Linked DNA regions of Mus musculus: region 1 is linked to region 2. The links are chromatin contacts, called in public HiChIP or PLAC-seq maps. All regions are on one chromosome and are shown on one strand. Each heading gives the region's core, a stretch centred on a gene start, on an enhancer-like site or on the middle of the called end of the contact. The rest is flanking DNA. Distances are from core to core; before and after follow the strand shown.

Evidence for each region. HiChIP or PLAC-seq counts read pairs in DNA pulled down with a chosen protein or histone mark.
Region 1: a FOXA1 HiChIP or PLAC-seq map of pancreatic cancer cells shows a contact between it and region 2. The contact joins two enhancer-like sites. A contact is called at or near these places in 2 of 484 Hi-C or Micro-C datasets (ECoMG-derived neutrophils and bone marrow-derived macrophages) and 1 of 115 datasets of contacts at active chromatin or transcription factors (pancreatic cancer cells).

The regions. Positions count from the first base shown.
Region 1 is chr7:139,476,608-139,479,307 of GRCm38.p6, forward strand. It overlaps Inpp5a (inositol polyphosphate-5-phosphatase A), which reads left to right. Exons shown (of 16, transcript NM_001127363.1): 3 at 1,388-1,488. Among named protein-coding and RNA genes, the nearest start is that of Gm46004, 89 kb to the left of the region's middle. Within about 2 kb of position 1,349, at least 27 of the 459 cell types and tissues checked have an H3K27ac peak or open chromatin away from gene starts, as enhancers often do. A contact at or near this core is called in pancreatic cancer cells, where this site is marked.
Region 2 is chr7:139,154,810-139,157,509 of GRCm38.p6, forward strand. The region is part of intron 1 of Stk32c (serine/threonine kinase 32C); the gene reads right to left. Among named protein-coding and RNA genes, the nearest start is that of Stk32c, 32 kb to the right of the region's middle. Within about 2 kb of position 1,327, at least 50 of the 459 cell types and tissues checked have an H3K27ac peak or open chromatin away from gene starts, as enhancers often do. A contact at or near this core is called in pancreatic cancer cells, where this site is marked.

The DNA.
Region 1 (2,700 bases), core at 99-2,598, 320 kb after region 2:
TCTTTTCTTTTGAAGATATGTAGGATCGTAATTGACCCTTGAGTTCTAGTCATTCAAATATGACCTTTGTGCTATGAAAGGCTATTTGCTTAAACAATAAAAACTCACTTAGAAAGGGAAAGTGCTACTTGGAATTTAGATGAAGACTACCAGATTTGAAGACCAGATTTGAAGAATGATTATGTAACTCGGTTCCTAAAATGAAAACTGTGACTCCTGGGGACTTTCCCCTAACCCTGGACTGGCTCTAGATACACTGGCTTCCAGCCTTGCCTGTGGGTTTCCCTGCTACCACCTTGGCCCTGTGGTCATAGTAACCTCAACTTCGTGTTTTCTTCTCTGATCCTGCCTTCTAGCCCTTCCTAGAAGTCCTTCCTCTCCCCCCCCCCCTTTACCCCCTCCCTTGTACTAGCTCTTCAATGTCTGCTGGGGCTCAGCCTCCCATCAGTGATCTGCCCTCTAGGGTGCTGCTGCTCTCCCCATGCTCCAAGAGGGCAGAACCAAGTGCCTTACCACCTTACTGCCCAGGAGATGGTTGGTTTTCCTGCACTGTACTGCCTATGCCAAGCAAAGTTTGCTGGTAACTTCAGCAATGCTTTGGAAAAGTAGGAACCTTAATGGTTGGACAGAACTAGGGTTGTGAGCTGTAGACAAGCTCACGCTGTGCCACTCACTCAATGCCCATGAGACCATGGGTATGTTTCTGTCATATGCCAGACTCCTGCTGCTATAAATTAGACAATAGGGCTACAGCTTCTAGGGCTATGGGGAAACACAAGATGGACAGCATGGGTACTGGAGTCTGCTTAGAAGCCAGCCTTGGTGATCCTGAATTAAGAATGAGCCTGTGCATAGTGAGCACATACATGCATGCACACATGACAGCACACAGGCAGTGCTCTCACACTAACTTAAGCTGACACCCAATTCTGCATGCATGCATGATGCACGCACATAAGAACATGCCGTCACACTCTGACATACACAGGAGCACATGCTACCACATACGTGGTTACCTGGACTCAATCTCTCAACAGGTATGCACAGCAATGTTAATGATGTGCTGAGGTTGTGACATGGGTTGAGAACTTTCCTGATGTTTTCTTGTCCATAGCATAGTACTGCTTTTTTATAATTAGAGACGAGTGCCTCTAGGTTATTGAAAAGGCTTCTTAGAAATTCTGAATCTTTGCAAAGGAAATATGGAAGAGGCTAGAAATAAACAGTTGGCAGCACAAAGGTGGCAACTCATAGAATCTGTAAAGAACTTGTGGACACAGGGTGTGGCCTTTGGCCTGCTGTCTGTGGGATGCCTGGCTGCTGAGGTGAGGCACATGATTCATTGCCCTGCTGTGGTTTGTGCTCTAACTCTGTGCTTTCTTCCCAGGTCCTGCACACACACAAGCCTCACTTCATGGCCTTGCACTGCCAAGAATTTGGAGGGAAAAACTACGAGGCCTCCATGTCCCATGTGGACAAATTTGTCAAGTAAGTCTCAGCTGGAGCCTGTGGACCGTGGGGTAGGTCTTTGGATGGGATGTGGTGGTGAATGCCACTCCTTGAAACTTGTCTGTGGGTCATGTTGAGGGAGCTGCAATTTCCCCAGAGAGGTGTAGACCACAGGGAATGGTGCAGAAGAAATACCCATGGGGTATTCCTAGAACCTGCCCTCCATTGGAACAGCTTGGCATGGACACAGTTGGGGATTGAGCTTTGCCTCAGTTCCTGGAGTGCACTCAAGGCACTACCTGCCCCATGGGTCTCTGGTGTTCCCACTATCCTTGGTTCTGTTGCTGATTTTTTAATGTGCGTGCGCGAGAGTGTTCATGCCTCCGTGCATGCATACATGTGTGTAAGGGGTGTGTGCACATGCCACATAGCTCATGTAGAGGTCAGATAACACTTTTTTTGAGTCAGTTTTTCCCACTTCTATGTGGGCTCCAGGGATCAAATTGAAGTTTCAGGCTTGTACAACAGATGACATTACCCACTAGGCCACTTCACCGACCCTTGTTAGCACTTTTTCTTGCCCCTTTACTTCTGTTTGCATCTGGCCTGAACTTGACAAGAAAATAAGGAAGTACTCCTTCAGTGCTTACATGCCCGTGCAGGTGACAGCTAAGATCCTGAACATCACTGTGTGTAGAGAGACTGAGTAAGCACCCTGTTCACAGCAGAGTTTCTTTCGAGCGACATGTGCTATGTTCCCATCACTCAAGATTTTGGAGCTTGATTGGGTATCAAAAACTCTGTACATTGCTCCCAAGTAGTCTTCAAGACAGTTTGGTGCTCCAAAGCGTACTCCCTAACACGCACTCCTAATACTGGCACGGGGAGAAGGGCAGCACGGAAACAGCCCAGAAGGAAATTGAGGTGGCATTCTGCTGGCCAGAGCACTGGCTCCCATCGCAGCAGTGGAACAACAAGGGTGGGCAGACGTGCTGTACGGGATGTCTTCCATGGTGCATGCCCTTGGTGCAGCAGGCTGAGAAGTTCCTTATAGAGATCCTGCCTCACCATGTCCCAAGATGTCACTCTACCTTGCCTCAGAATGAATTCTAGTTATACTCAAGTAAAATTTGAAGATAGAGATATAGAAGAGGATCTTTGTAGCTTTGAGGTAGGGAGGATTTCTTTCAGGATGTGCAAAACTTGCAGCTTAGAAAGATAAGATTGACACATTTGTCCTGTTAAAAAAAA
Region 2 (2,700 bases), core at 77-2,576:
CCCAGGCCTCACCTTAGGAAGGTGGTCTAGACCCAGGAGGAGATACCCTGCCCTGGACCCCTACTCCCCGAACCCTCAGTCAGGTGTGGAAGTTGGTTTTGCATCTTCTTCCCAGGATAAAACAAGGTAAGATCATTCATATTTCTAGAAAACATCCAGAAATCTCTCAGCTGGGGCTATCGGTCCCTACGCATATCAATCTTCTGGGGACATGTGCCCTGCTGGGGAGGGCACACTCATGGGAGGGGACAAGCTCTCAACATTTCTTAGCATAGACAGCTGGTTATTAGGGATGGGTTGCTATAGTTCCCTGAGACTAGTGAGTCTTCCATGCGTGTTCCTGATGAAAGCCATCTATTCCCAAGGCTGCAGCACACACACCACAAACACAAACATCACTGAGTTTGGTCCAAGGAGAATCAAGTCCAAAAAAAAAAAAAAAAAAAAAACTCTGGTGCTCAAAAGAGTGATCCTGCATTGACACCCGGCCATAAATAACTGCTTGCCCTGCGCTGTTGAAACATAGCCATGCTCCCTGAACCCTCTTCAGATTCAGGGAGATACATCACCCGCAAGGACCCAGCCACTAGTTAGGACAATGGCTGTCTGTGCAAGAATGGCCAGCTCAAAAGAGAACGGGCAACAGGAGGAGACCCCTTAGTGGAGCTAGGTTAACACACATCCCTCACAGCCAAGTCACAGCCGTTGTAAAACCCACTCTCTTGCACTCACTCGACCTCCACCAGGGCCTTTTTCGGAGGGTGGGAGGTGGGACAGGGAGTGTGCACTACCACAAACCCCAGTGCCTTGAGCACCTCAAGGTAGTCATGGCACTGTCCTAGGTGCTGACATGGGGACCTGGTTCCCACCCCTCACCACACCACTAAAGGGGACAGTGCTGTTACCACAAACACCCTAATAGTAGGTACGGTCAGGAGCCATTCAGGCCCCCAGACAATGCTGCTCTCCCAGAGCACCTGGACCTAGCTTCAACCTGTGCCCTACTTGTATAAACTAGCAGTAGTCACAGGGCACCATTTAATCCTGGGACAGTGAACATAGCCAAGAGACATGTCACAACTCCAAAGCCAGTCAGGTGCATAGGATCTTCTTTGTGCAAGCTTATTATCTAGTTGAAAGGTAGAGGCAGAACAAAGATTAACCATGAACAGTTAAGGCAGTTTTATTCTACCTTTCTTTTTCTTTGCAAACAGCATTAAACTGTGTTAAATCAAAATCTGAGCCCTGTTTGTTAAGCCTGTAGAGTATTTCCAGTCAGCCTAGTTTCAAGAAAATACTGGGGATGAGTCACAACTGTTTTGTGCACTTCTGCATCAGAGAAATAAGGGAGGCACTGGGCACTGTGACCATGGTCTTGTAACTCTGGTCCCACGATCACAGCCCTGGGGGTGGGGAGCATCAGAGCATGGGGCCAGGTCCCGTGCTTGCCCTTCCATGTGTCAACCTCTCCCCTTTCCTCCAATGCAGCCCAGTTCTCCAGGGCCCAGATCCCTGACACTCTGCCCTGCTCTGATGGCTTCTAGACCACCACAGTGTTCGTTAGGATAATGGATATGAGCATGGAGGAAGTTAGGGTCATTCCTTGCATCTAGGAGAACCTACCAGAGCCTGAACCAGAAGAAAGCACAGCATGTCTGAAAAATGGAAACTGAAAGCAGTAGGCACCAGCCAGCCTCTGAGCAGCCCTCAGGGCACCACCCAGGCTAATACAATTCCTTCTCACTGAGGCTTAGCGTAAGGTTCAACTCCCACAGGCAGAGATACAAGAAACTCCCGCAAATCATTAACAAAAGGTGTAATTAAAAGCAAGCAAAAGGACAGGAGGAATCACAAAAGACCCAAGACAGGGTAAAAAAGAAGCTGGCCTTTGTTATTTATCAAGAGATGCCAACTAGACTCTAACCATAGTCCTGCCTCTGCCTGTGTCACATGTGTGAGCCACTGAGGGCACCCCTGGAACCACACGCTGTAACGGAAGCGTGACAGGCTGCAGTCACTGTGTAAAACTTTCTTAGAAAGTCAAACATACACTGGCTGAACAGTCCAGTAATTCTATTGTTGGATATCAGCCCAAGAGAAATGAGGCGTGCGGACAGCCAAGTGCCGGAAACCACAGGGTGTGGTCAACGGAACAATTGTGCAGGGGAATCCTGCCTACTGTACACTCATGCAATAGACACTGCTCAATGACTTGTTGAGCTACTAGGATCACTGATACTGAACAACTGAGGTGGTTCTCAAATGCATGTGAATGGCAGAGGCCAGACTTAATATTCCACAATGCCGTGTGTTCAAGTTCAAGAACAGATAGATCAGTCCAGGTGCCAAGACTTACAGCTGGGGCAGTGGCACACTTATAACTCCAGAACCCAGAAGTACAGGAGGACAGGTGTTTAAGACCAGTCTGGACCACACAGTGAGAAACTCTCAAACATTGGATGAGGGAGGGAAATCAAAGCCAAGAATGGGGAGAAGTTGTCGATGCTGGTCACTGGGGTGAGAGAAATGCCTGGAAGAGAACATGAAGGAGCTTTCTAGAATGATGTCAGTGTTCTGTATCCTGGGGGGGGGAGGGGGCTGTAACTTCGTGGGATACTTGTTCACCAAGGCGTCTCAGTCTGAGAGATTCTGATCTGTACCTGTGATTCAACTCAGAAAATGCCTGACATATTTATGGGC